Linked DNA regions of Sus scrofa: regions 2, 3 and 4 are each linked to region 1. The links are chromatin contacts, called in public HiChIP or PLAC-seq and promoter capture Hi-C maps. All regions are on one chromosome and are shown on one strand. The core of a region is the stretch at or near the end of the contact, and the rest is flanking DNA. Distances in the headings are between cores, read along the strand shown.

The links. Promoter capture Hi-C pulls out the DNA fragments that hold promoters and counts their contacts. HiChIP or PLAC-seq counts read pairs in DNA pulled down with a chosen protein or histone mark.
Region 2: an H3K27ac HiChIP or PLAC-seq map of alveolar macrophages shows a contact between it and region 1. The contact joins the promoter of C5H22orf23 here to the promoter of NOL12 in region 1. A contact is called at or near these places in 2 of 5 promoter capture datasets (fetal liver and liver), 5 of 47 Hi-C or Micro-C datasets (alveolar macrophages, embryonic fibroblasts, fetal liver and 2 more) and 1 of 2 datasets of contacts at active chromatin or transcription factors (alveolar macrophages).
Region 3: an H3K27ac HiChIP or PLAC-seq map of alveolar macrophages shows a contact between it and region 1. The contact joins the promoter of MICALL1 here to the promoter of NOL12 in region 1. A contact is called at or near these places in 1 of 47 Hi-C or Micro-C datasets (embryonic fibroblasts) and 1 of 2 datasets of contacts at active chromatin or transcription factors (alveolar macrophages).
Region 4: a contact with region 1 is called in a promoter capture Hi-C map of liver, with 7 times the contacts expected there. The contact joins the promoter of EIF3L here to the promoter of NOL12 in region 1. A contact is called at or near these places in 2 of 5 promoter capture datasets (fetal liver and liver), 2 of 47 Hi-C or Micro-C datasets (embryonic fibroblasts and liver) and 2 of 2 datasets of contacts at active chromatin or transcription factors (alveolar macrophages and skeletal muscle).

Annotation. Positions count from the first base shown.
Region 1 is chr5:10,142,752-10,145,722 of Sscrofa11.1, reverse strand. It overlaps NOL12 (nucleolar protein 12), which reads left to right and starts at 1,567. Exons shown (of 6, transcript XM_003481552.4): 1 at 1,567-1,719. The coding sequence starts at 1,637.
Region 2 is chr5:9,916,359-9,919,329 of Sscrofa11.1, reverse strand. C5H22orf23 (UPF0193 protein EVG1) reads right to left here and starts at 1,544. Exons shown (of 7, transcript XM_003481544.4): 1 at 1,286-1,544; 2 at 984-1,095. The coding sequence starts at 1,086. It overlaps POLR2F (DNA-directed RNA polymerases I, II, and III subunit RPABC2), which reads left to right and starts at 1,609. Exons shown (of 5, transcript XM_003481541.3): 1 at 1,609-1,740. The coding sequence starts at 1,721.
Region 3 is chr5:9,955,549-9,958,519 of Sscrofa11.1, reverse strand. MICALL1 (MICAL-like protein 1) reads left to right here and starts at 1,522. Exons shown (of 16, transcript XM_021091499.1): 1 at 1,522-1,838. The coding sequence starts at 1,693.
Region 4 is chr5:9,994,540-9,997,510 of Sscrofa11.1, reverse strand. It overlaps EIF3L (eukaryotic translation initiation factor 3 subunit L), which reads left to right and starts at 1,446. Exons shown (of 13, transcript NM_001244086.1): 1 at 1,446-1,550; 2 at 2,090-2,138. The coding sequence starts at 1,518.

The sequences.
Region 1 (2,971 bases), core at 318-2,817:
CGCAGACGTGGCTCGGATCCTGCGTGACTGTGGCTGTGGCTGTGGCCGGCAGGTGTAGCTCCAATTCAACCCCTAGTCTGGAAACTTCCATATGCCGTGGGTGCGGCCCTAAAAAGAAAAAAAAAAAAAAAAAGAACTGTCACAGCTGAGCAGAATCTTTGGAGCTGGTCACTGGACACAAGTCCACCATCTCCCCAGACTGCCAGCTTTCTGATTTGCCTTTCTACTGACATTTGCCTCTCAAATTATTGGCTTATGAGCAGCGAGCAGCCAAACCTGTGTTCTGTAACAAAAAGAGATAATCGGAGTTCCCGTTGTGGCTCAGAGAGTTAAGAACCCGACATGGTGTCCATGAGGATGTAGACTCAACCCCTGGCCTCACTCAGTGGGTTAAGGATCTGGCATTGCTGCAGGCTTCGGTGTAAGTCGCAGATGAGGCGCAGATCTGGTGTTGTGGCTGTGGTGTAGGCCGGCAGCTCCAATTAGACCCCTTGCCTGGGAATTTCTATATGCCACAGGTGTGGTCATAAAAACAAAAACAAGCCAAAACCCAAAAAGAGACATTCCTGTCGGGGGCATCACTGCAGCCAGGACAATGCTCTGCCTAGGGGGAGGGTGCCAAGGAGGGCATGGGGCATGGCCACTAGGGGGCAGCAGAGGGTCAGTTAATCACCCTGTAGCCCCATCATTCAGGCAGCCTCCTGCTGTGCCCTTGATTTGAAGAAAACTCTCAGCGCCCACAAAAGAATCTGCCAGGTAGTGGACCCTTGTGAAATGGATTCAACATTCATGGAGAGCTGCACCGACAGTGTGCCTATGGCTCCTTTCAAAATTTATCATAGGGCAATGGGGTGTGCTGGCTACTGGGAGAGTGATTCCTCAGGCTAGCGGTCCAGGATGCTGGGCCATGAGGCCAGTGACCCAGGTCAAGTCTCGCTTTACCACAGAACAGCAGTGTAACTCTAGACAAGTCACGTCCCCTCTCTGAGATAACAGTTGCCTTCTTTGTATACCTGGCATACAGTAGGCACTTAATATATGTGTGCTTACCTTCTCTCTGGGCTCCAGTCACTTGTCCAAGAAGAGCAATGGGTCCTAAGAGTGGGTTATCCCCACTCTCGAACTGTTCTGGGGTCACTTCCTCTGGGAATCCCTCCACTGGAGGAGCCACCCCTGAGCTCCTCCAACCTCTGGTGCTTCCCACGTTGTCACTGCAGCGGCTCAGGTCGCTACTTTGGCAAGGAAGGGTTCGATCCCTGGCCCGGGAATTTTCACATGCTAGAGTGCGACCAGGAAAAAAAAAAATCAGCAATCTTTGGCCATTCGCCAATAACTCTGTATTGAACACTCTGAGAGACACAGTGCTAGGCGCTGGGACTTTAGGGCCTCGCTCTCACCGCTGCTAGTCTAAGAGTAGGATGAGTGCTGTAGCAGCCGAGGGGGTAAGGATTTTTGCCTCTAATGCGCGGAAGGGAGGTGCGGGGGAGACAGGCTGGGCGGCCCCTTTAAAAGGCGGGGTCTGGTGAGCGGGGCGGAACTACTGAGCGCGGCTGTGGGGCAAGTCCGGGACGCCGGAAGTGCTACACCCGGAAGTGTCTCAGGTGAGCGGGAGCCGCGCCGCCGAGGCCTTACCGCTATGGGCCGAAACAAGAAGAAGAAGCGAGATGGCGATAGCCGGCGGCCGCGGCTCATTCTGAGCTTCGACGAGGAGAAGCGACGGTGAGTGCTAAGGCTCGACTAGAGCCCGTTGGGGCCGCCGGCCAAGGCCAGGGCCGCCGGCCCACGCTCCCGCGGAGGGCCCTTCCGGTCCCGCCCTCTCTTCAAGGTGTGGAACTCCCTCGCGGAAGGAAGCGGTTGCCCTGGGCCCCCATCCCTGAGGAATGGAATCGCCCGCCCCGCCTCGCCCTCGCTTCTTTTCTCAGCTTCTCTACCAGCCAGCGCTGCCATTTGCGCGGCCGGAGAGCGGGGAGCTGGGTTCTTGGAGCGACAGCTTTGATCTTCCCCACCCAGGCCGGCGGCCCCGCACGCAGTAGACTCAGCTATTTATGAATGATGAGTGAATGAAATGAGTGGCTTACATTCATTTATTTACCAGGCGATTACTAAACTCTTTTGGATTGTGCGCGTCAGGTCTTGGGACCCCTGAGTTGGACCCCTAAGCGTCAGCGTCCAGACTATCAGCGTCCCCACTCAGAGTGCTACATGGGCTTATGGTGGTGGGTCAGCGAAAAACCTAGGGCAGTCAGCTCTAGAGAAATGAGAAGGGGCTGCGATCAGATAGGGGGAGAGAGGGAAATCCTGGGGCATCATCTGGAAACTCAGGATGGCATCAACACGACCTATAGTTGTGCCCAGGAGGAGGGCCCTGGGGAAGTGGGGTCTTGGTCCAATGGAGATTTTATAGAGGTTTGGTTGCGGGTGGCCTTGAAAGCCCTCAAGGGCTTAAGAGGTGGCTTAATTCACTGGGTAGTGGAGTTTACCAGCAAAGAAGGGACCCTTACCTGTTCCAGAGGCCCACACCCTGTACCCACTACCTGGCCCTGTTGCTGGCAGCTGAGAGCTCTGGAGAGGAGAGAGGAGAGAGGCAGCATCTCCCTCTCTTTGCCTAAGCTTACATTCTCTGTGCCTCTGTGTCTCCCATCTGTAAAATGGGATACCTACTACTACACAGGTTGCTGTGAGGATTGGACAAGTTAACACCTGTACATTTTTGGAATGATGCCAGGCACCTAGTGAGTGCGGTATGGGCTCCTCCCCATCCCCCATTCCTGGAGCAAGACTTTCTTTTCTTGTATCCTGACTTGCTTGTGATTTTTCTTTTTTTAAAATGATTTTTATTTTATCCATTAGAGTCGGTTTTCAGTGTTCTGTCTGTTTTCTACTGTATAGCAAAGTGACAGAAAACTGTATATATATACACATTCTTTTTCTCACATTAGCCTCCACCATGCTCCATCACAAGTGACTAGAT
Region 2 (2,971 bases), core at 295-2,794, 230 kb after region 1:
GGGCCACACCTGCTGCAAATGGAAGTTCTCAGGCTAGAGGTTGAATCGGAGTTGTAGCCATTGGTCTACACCACAGCCACAGGAATGCCAGATCCGACCATGTCTGCGACCTACACCACAGCTCATGGCAATGCTGGCTCCTTAACCCACTGAGTGAGGCCAGGGATGGAATCTGCGTCCTTATGGATGCTAGTCAGATTTGTTTCCACGAGCCACGAAGGGAACTCCACAAGATTTTTTTTTCTTTTTCTTTTTTTTTTTTTTTTTTTACTGCTGTATCATCAGCAACTGGAACAATGTCTAAAAGCTCACAGTGGGCTTAAAATCTTTTTTTGTTGTTGTTGAGTGAATGAACAAGCAGTCATTAAGCATGTGCCAGGGGCTGGAGTTACAATTGCGAGCCAAAACAGGCACCGTGTCCTGATGGGAGTTCATGAACTAGAAGGGCAGATGGATGTTAATTCAACATGAATTCATAGGGACACACAAGGTATCTGACTACAGGTTACGCTAAGCCCAGTGAAGGAAAAGGCACTGGGAGTGTGTGGGCACCTAACGGTTGGTTGCACTGTGTTGGTGGTGGGTGGGGAGGAAATAAGGCTTCTCTGGAGAAATTGAAAGTGTGATATAGTATGTGTCACTGGGTCACCATGCTGTACAGTAGGAAAAAAAAAATTGTATTGGGGAAATAACAATTACAAAAAAAAAGAATAACCAAAAAAAAAAAAGTGTGATATAAGGGATGCATAGCAGTTAACTACTCTAAAATTCGTGAGTTCTTTGACTTTTGGCCACTTTCGAGTTGCAGGACCCCCAAACTTTCCTGAACCCCAGGCTTCTTATCTGAAAAATGAAAACAGCAATTGCAAGCCATAAGTCATGCAGGTGAGAACTGAGTTACAGAGGTTAACAGTGACTACCGCTCTCCTTTTGTCCTTTCATGCACTGACACCACCGCCCCGCCCCGCCCGACCACCACTGACCTCTGAGCAGCTCGCAGGTTCTTGGGGTGTAAGCGGCCGGCTTGGGGCAGCGCCAGAAGCCAGTTCCTTTGGTCACAGTCTCCACCCTCTCCTGGGAAGCCATGGGAGGGCTCTGAGGAGGGAAAAACGCGACGACACACCCCCTGTCTCCCATATACAACCTCTGCTTCCGCATCCCCAACACCACCCAAAGTTTGGGTCTGGCGGGGGCGGGGCCCGCAAGAGAATCGTGACGCCGCCCATCAATATCGCGACAGTGCCCAATCCTCCCACCCGGAACAGATCCACTGGCAGATACACACATGCGAACAGAGACCTCATCCAGACCCGGCGCCTGTGGCAGGGAAGCCACCTCTGGAGGAAAGGGGCGTTAGGGTAACCTTGCCCGTTGTGTGATAGACCCAAACGGAAACCTCACTCTTAGGTAAGACTCCGGCTGGGTGCCCACTGAGAGTGGCCGCTAGGCTCTGAAGGAGCACCCGCGCCGGAGCCCTGCAGGAATGCTTTTGAGATCTCCGCTGCTCAAGCTCTGGTTATACACTCTGGCTACCATGGTAACAAGCTCTAGCTTCTCGGCGCGTGCGCACTATCGCCCTGCCGATCCTCCCGGAAGCAATTGCCTCTAGGTCACAGCGCAGGCGCAGAGTGCGCGTGGCGCAGCTCGTGGCGGAGGCGCGCAGTTTGCGGGTCTCCGCGCGACTCTTAGCGCAGAACCAGGGAGCTGCGGCGCGGGCGTCATGTCTGACAACGAGGACAAGTGAGTGCGGGAGCAAAGTGAGCTTTGCCGAGCCTGGTCAAAGGAGGTTAAGGAGCCGTTAACCGAGGGGCAATGCGTGAGGGGACTGGGGGTATTGAGGGGCCCGCGGAGCTGAAGAAGGGAAAGGCGGGGGGACCAGGAGCTTAGACCTGGTCACAGGCTGGGCCAAGAAAAGCCCCAGTTTGAGGATCCGGAGAGAATCAGTGAACGTGGTATCTTTCCACAAACTTTCACGGAGTCGGGCTCTGTCTCTTGATTTGGAATTACTGAGGTGAATTAGGCATAGCTCCTGCTCTTCAGGTAGGGGGCCCTTTCTAGAAAAGGGGACAGGCCCACAGACGGATACTGCAGGGGTCGTGTGAATTGCACGAAGTATGTAAAAGAAACCCAGCGGAGGGTCTGGGGAGACTTGAGGTGGTAAAAGTCTGGGAGGCTTGCGGTAATCCAGGAAAAAAAAAGGAGTGACTTGTACTAGGTAATCGTAGTAGAGGTAGTGAGAAGTGGTTTTGATTTCTGGGTTTATTTTGAAGCTAGAACCGGAAAGATTCCCTGAATGTGTGGAGGAGAGACAAAAATAGAGGCGTCTTTAGCATAAGAGTATTAGTCAAAGCTAAGAGAGGGGGCGATCATGGGGAGGCGGCAGGGGGGTGGGTGGTCAGTAGAGAAGAGGAGATGAATGAGCGTCAGAGCATCCTAACTGTGGAGTGCCTGGAGGGAAGAGAAGCTGAGAAAGAGCCACTGTGAGGCGGGGGAACACCAAGACCGCGAGGTGTCCTTTTCTTTCTTTCTTTCTTGGTCGCCCTTGTGGCATCTGGAGTTCCTGGGCCTGGGATCAGGTCCGAGCCACAGTTGTGACCTATGGCACAGCTGCAGCAGTGCTGGATCCTTAACCCACTGTGCCGGGCCAGGGCTCGAACCTGTGTCCCAGTGCTCCAGAGATGCTGCCAGTCCTGTTGCGCCGCAGCGGGAACTCCAGTGGAGAGTGTTTTGAGTGAGAGGGAGTGATTCGGTGTGCCACCTGACAGATCAGGCTAAATGAGAACAAGAATAGACCAGTGGATTTAGCAACGTGCAAATCATTGATGAACTTGAAAGGAGTGGTTTTGGTGGAGCCAAGGAGCTGAAAGTCTTTGGGAGTGAGATGATGACAGAATGTGAGGAGAAGAATTGGAAATGGCGAAGATGGACGACTCTTTCATGAATTTTTCTCCCACAGGGGGGCATGGAAATA
Region 3 (2,971 bases), core at 273-2,772, 190 kb after region 1:
AGGCCAGAGATTAAACTTGCATCCTCATGGATACTAGTCAGATTCGTTTCTGCTGAGCCACAACAGGAACTCCTAAAGGCATTTATTTTCTGTTGTTTTTGCTGTTGTTTTTTGGCTGTGCCTGTGGCATGTGGAAGTTCCCAGGTCAGGGATCAAACACACTCCACGGCGGTGACTGGAGCAGCAGCAGTGACAACGCCAGATCCTGAACCTGCTGAGCTGCCAGGGAACCCTTAAAACCATAAAAAAAAAAAAAGAAAAAAAAAAAGACTTGGAAACTGAGGTTCATGGAGGCACAAGATCGCAGAGCTGAGTGAGTGGGAAAAGCCAGGCTTGGAAGCTGGGTCCATATGACTCCCAACCCCCTGCTCTTTCCACTCCTCTGAGGGCTGAAGGCTGACAGAGACGACTAGGACCCTGCTCCTTTCTTTGGGGGGTGGTATGACAGACTCATCCCAGCCGACTCTTGCACTGCTCAGAGTGATGTCACCGCCACGGCAGCCTAGTGGAAGCTGATTCATCTCCTGGAGATCAGGCGAGGCCCCTGGGGAGGGTGGCTGACCCAGGTCTTAATGGCGGAGCAGGAGAATGAGGCTGGAGAGATTCCAAGATCAGGCACCCAATGCTTCCTATAGGTCCTTGCCGTGGGAACCCAAGCCACCACCACTCTAATCAGGATGCCCCGTGGGGAGGGGGGAGATCCTCGAGCCAACACAGGGGGTGAGGAGAACTCGGCAGGACTCTTGATCAGCGAGATACATCCCTGAGGGGACACCTGGACTGACAGTGCTGGGGTGGGGTGGGAGCTTGGCGCCTCCCTGTCAGATTCCCGGCGCGGGGGAGAGACCTTGAGGTCAGGGGGGTTCTGGAGCAGTGAGACAGGATGAGGGAAGCTAGAGGTCATCTGGGGGTGTTTTGGGGTCCGCAGGGGAACTGCCGGACTGGCCTGAGTCCGGGGGAGCGCCTCCCCAAAGTTTCAGGCCAGGGGAGCGTGGGGGATTTGCAGGTCCTTGGGTCAAAGAGAGGGAAGCACTCAGGATGGCAGCAAAAGGAGAATTCCCGGTGGGCAGCGTGGTGGAGGGGGAGGAAGTCATTGTGGGGAGGGGCTCGTTGGCGCTGAGTGAGGGGTTCGGGGACATCCCAGAGTTCTTTGAGGGTCCACGGTGGGGAGGGGGTGAACGGGATCGCCGCGGAGAGGGGCGGTGGGGTGCTGGGCGGGCGAGGCGGGGGTCGGCTCTGGGGGGCGGGGCCGCCGCTGGGTGGGGCGCCAGGCCCCGCCCCCTCCCCGCTCCCCCGCCGTGGCGGCGGCGGCGGCGGCGGCGGGCGGGGACCAAGACCAGCGGGACGCCCGCGCCCGCGGCCGGCCCACAGCCAGGGGAGCGGGCGGCGGTGAGTAGGCGGCGGCCGGCCGGGCCGGGCCACGCGGGCGGCGGCTGCTCGGGCAGGTCCGGGCAGGGCCGGGCGGGCAGCAGGCAGCCGAGCCGGGACCCAGCGCAGGAGCCCGTGCGAGGACTCCGAGGCCGCAGCCCCGCCTCCTCCCCGCCCCGCGCCGGTCGCCTGCGGGTCGCGCCCGGAGCTCGGAGAGGCGCCGGGCAAGGCCTCGCCGGAGCCGCAGCTGCAGCCGGAAACCAGCCCCAGGGTGAAGCCCCGTCCCGGCCGAGCCCGGAGCCGGGTCCCAGCCCCGCGCGGCTCATGGCGGGGCCGCGGGGCGCGCTGCTGGCCTGGTGCCGCCGCCAGTGCGAGGGCTACCGCGGCGTGGACATCCGCGACCTGAGCAGCTCCTTCCGGGACGGCCTGGCCTTCTGCGCCATCCTGCACCGGCACCGGCCCGACCTGCTGTGAGTGCCGGGAGGGAGGGCGGCCGGGGCGCAGGGCGGCGCGGGCTGGAGCTGGGGACCCCCGCCCCCCTCAGTGACGCGGAGCCCGGGCGGCGGCAGGCGCCGCCCCCGGAGACCCAGACGCCGACCCTCCCGCGGGCCCCCGGCGCCTCGCGGGACGCTGAGACCCCTCCACCCAGGGCGCCCCTCCCCCATTTGGCCTTTGGATCCCGCCCCCTGGGTCCCTGAGCCCGCCCCGCATGCCGGTCCCAGGGCCCGGTCCGAGCCCCGCCCCACAGGGCTCCGGACCGGAGCCCGAGGCCCCCAGAACCTTGACTCTTTGAGGGGACACCGAGCCCTCCTCAGGGATCCCGAGCCTTCCTGGCACTGGACTCTCCAACAGGCACCCTGATCAGCACCCCCCAACTCCCCGTGAGGCCTTGAGGCCGTGTTCCCTCTGTGGGGCCCCCTGGCTCAGAGAACAGTGAGCCCTAGCTCTCTGATTCCCCCATCTTGCCTCAGGGCACTAGCACAGTGCCTGGCACAGAGGAGACCCAAGGTTAGCAGAGGTCGGATGAGTGGCTATAACCCTTCCCTTAGTAGAACACAGACTTGCCTCTGCGGGTGTGTGTCTTAGCACACTCCCGTCCACCCTTGCGCAGGGAGGCTGAGAGCCGACTCCTAAGGTCCAACGGACAGGCAGCCCTGAGGGGCTGCTCCAGGGTGTGAAATGGGCCCCTTCTTGCCCCTGGCTGCCCAGTGAGGCTCCATGGGACAATTTATTCAGACCCTAGAGCGGTTGACTTCCTCTGCCACTGGGCCCTGGAACCTCTTCCATTCATTCATTCATTCATTCATTCACTTACTCACTCATTCACTCATTCATCAAACACCGAGTGCAAGTTAATCTGGCGCCTGCCATTCCTTGTACCTCCGTCTCATCTGCAGATTAGACACGAGAGTCATGGTCCTGGCCCATCTGTGGACAGCCTCTCAGACAGGGCTCCCCGCCCCACCCCCACCCGGAGCCTGGCAGCGTCTGGAGTCTTTGTGTTTCTGTTCCACCTGTGCCCCCCAAGGACAGCCCTGGGGAGGCTTTGGTGAAGGAGAGAAGGAAGGGAAGCATTGCTTCCAGGGTTCAAGTGTGTATGTAG
Region 4 (2,971 bases), core at 197-2,696, 150 kb after region 1:
CTTCCATGTCTTGGCTATGGTATATAGTGCTGCAGTGAACATTGGAGTTCATGTATCTTTTCAAGTCATGGTTTTCTCTGGATAGATGCCCAGGAGTGGATTGCTGGATCAAATGGTAATTCTATATTTAGCTTTCTGAGGAATCTTCATACTGTTTTCCACAGTGGTTGCACCAATTTATATTCCCACAAAATTTTATTATTGATAATTTGGAAAAATTCCTCCTGACTTCACAATTCTTTTTTTAGTAATGCCATGAACATTTTGAGAGTTGTCAAAGTTGAGGGCAACCAGTATCAAACTTTTTTCCTATATTAACTGTAAGTTTTCAGTTAATTTCAACCTTTCTAGTGCCCTGATTAACCTTAAATACATATTTCATTGAAGACACCCATTGATCCACAGCCCGTGGTAGCTGTATCTTATACACTGAAGGCAGTAACTATTCCCAGAAGAGTATCACATAAGCATATCTTACTAAACTCAAATGTTCCCAGTAGGAATGTCTCTGAAATCCCAAACGCCACTAGACACAGGGGTTAAGTGTGACAGGAGAAATTGAAATAGAAAACGGTTCTAAGGAATTGCAGTAGAAATATTACTTTTGCAAATTTCACAAAAACCCTGTAACTATATTAGCACTCTCCTTGAGCCAACGAAGAGTCCCGGGGACTCCATGAGCCTTTTAGCTTAGTCCTACGATGGTATCACCGCTCGGTTTACAGACAAAGGAGTAAACTCAAAGCAAAAATGCGACATGAGAAGCTGGGGCCAGGCATTGCCATTCTAAATGGCTAACCTAAGGCTCTGGACCCACATATTGGCTTGTATCGCTTTGTTTTACAACCCGGTCCCTAACTCTAGGTCATCCCCAGGAGTCCAACTCCACCCACAGCGTGAGAGTTCATGCTGTAAGCGTGGGTAGGTCCCACGACAACGGCCTCACACCGCAGCTGGCTTCACCTTTGCCTGTTGCAACCTTAATGTCCAAAGTTGGGAAGCGCCTTTTCTCAACGCCCTCTCAACGCCCAAGTCTCAACTTTTACATCCAGTAACTTTATATTGTTGAGGTCGAAACGTTTGAAGACATTTTTCGCTACAGGCAACTCGCTTAACACCTAAATCCACATTCAGCCCCCCCCCACCCCATGTCGGAATTTCCCTTCACGCGAGAGGTCCGCCCGCGGGAGCTGTCAGCCATCTTTTGTGTGGCATCATTTTGTAGCTTCTCTTACTTTGCCCAACCTTTATTACGCTGAAATATTTCATGTCCTTATTTCTGAATGTTTTCAAGTACTATTGAGTCATCTTCTTTGTAGAGTCTCTATTTGAAGATAGAGGAATAATGTGTTTAATCTCATTCGCCCTTCCCAGCATGGCTGCCTCAGGTTGCCGAAGGCCCCGGAAGAGCTTCTGGTTTCCCAGCCAACTCGAGATGGGCTGGACTTCCGGCGTCCAGACGCAGGCGAGGTGCGCTTTTTCCGCTCTTTCCTCCTGGGCCTCGGAGCGCCGCAGCCATGTCTTATCCCGCTGATGATTATGAGTCGGAGGTAAGCTGCCCCTAGGCGTGTTCTGGGCGCCGCAACATGGACAGGGCTCTTTGGGTGTTGGGCCCCGCGGGGGGACAGTGTCTGGGTCTCTAGGAGCCCCCGTGGGCCGCGACCAGCCCCAGCCGGCCTCTCTGCCAGCACTGCTCTCACTGCTGCCACCCTACCCTCCCGGCTCCTCATCAGCCTGGTCTCAGCCCGCCCACCTCGCGTGTCTCGTTTTCTTTTCCTTTTCTTTCCGAAGCCCAAGAACGGAGGCTGGTCATAGGGTTCTGTGTTTCTGTAATTGAACTCTGATTTCTTAGGCCCTGGCCTTAGTCCTGCCAAACCTCGTCGATTCCCACAGCTTCTGTGCTTTGCTGTATCTCATTGCAGCTGCAACGCGGTATTGTCGTTGTCTGTTTATTCTCCCTTTTCTCATAGGGATGTGAGTTCCTCCAAGGCAGGGACTGCGTCTTACCCCCTTTGTATCCTTAGAACCCAGGAGGAGCATTTTGGATTCACGAATTGGTGACGGTCTTGTTTGTCTCTTTCGTTAACAGACTGCTTATGATCCCTATGCTTACCCGGGCGACTATGATATGCACACAGGTGAGTCTACAGTTTGTCTGGCTAGCTGGGTACTTCTAGGGATTGGCACCCTTTTGAATGTCTCAGAACAGCTTTGCCGGGCACCTGTTTAAGACTACGTCTTGATAGTCCAGGTTTGGAGTCAAGTTACTAACTCTCAAAGGGAGGGTGGTATATAGCCTATTAAACCAGGCCTTTTTCATGGTCCATCTCAAAGTCTCAGAAGGGAAGGATTACTGTCTCAGCTGTTTAAACTATTAGCTGAAGAAAAAAGCCTTTTGGGGGGGGGGCTGCCCCTGTGGCACGTGGGGATTACTGGGCCAGAAACTGAACCCTCACCACAGCATCGACCTGAGCTACTGCAGTGACAACATCAGATCCTTAATCCACTGCACCGCAGGGAAATTCCAGAAGAAGACATCTTGTGAAAAGTTAAAAGTGATTCAAACCAAGTCCAGATGAAACCTTTTTGGAAGGTTTTTGAGGTTTCCTGGGTTGTTACGATGACTTGGTTTGACTTAGCCCTTTGTACGTGCCGTGTGTTGTCCTGGATACTTTGTGTGAAGTATTTCATTTAGTCCTTACAGCAGTTCTATAAATACATAAATTAATGTTTCCATTTTCTAGGTGAAAAAACAGCACAGAGAAATTTAGTTACTTGCATCAAGTCATATATGTAGAAAACAGCAGTCATTCGCTCAAAAAAATCAAGTGCCTACTACTAAATTCCTTCTTTTCACAGTTTTCCCCCTACCTCCCACACGCACGGAGAACTCTTTCTCGTCTAGAGGCACCTGTCTCATACACCTGGGTACAAGACAGACAAGGTTCTTGCTCCTATAGGGTTGAGGTTC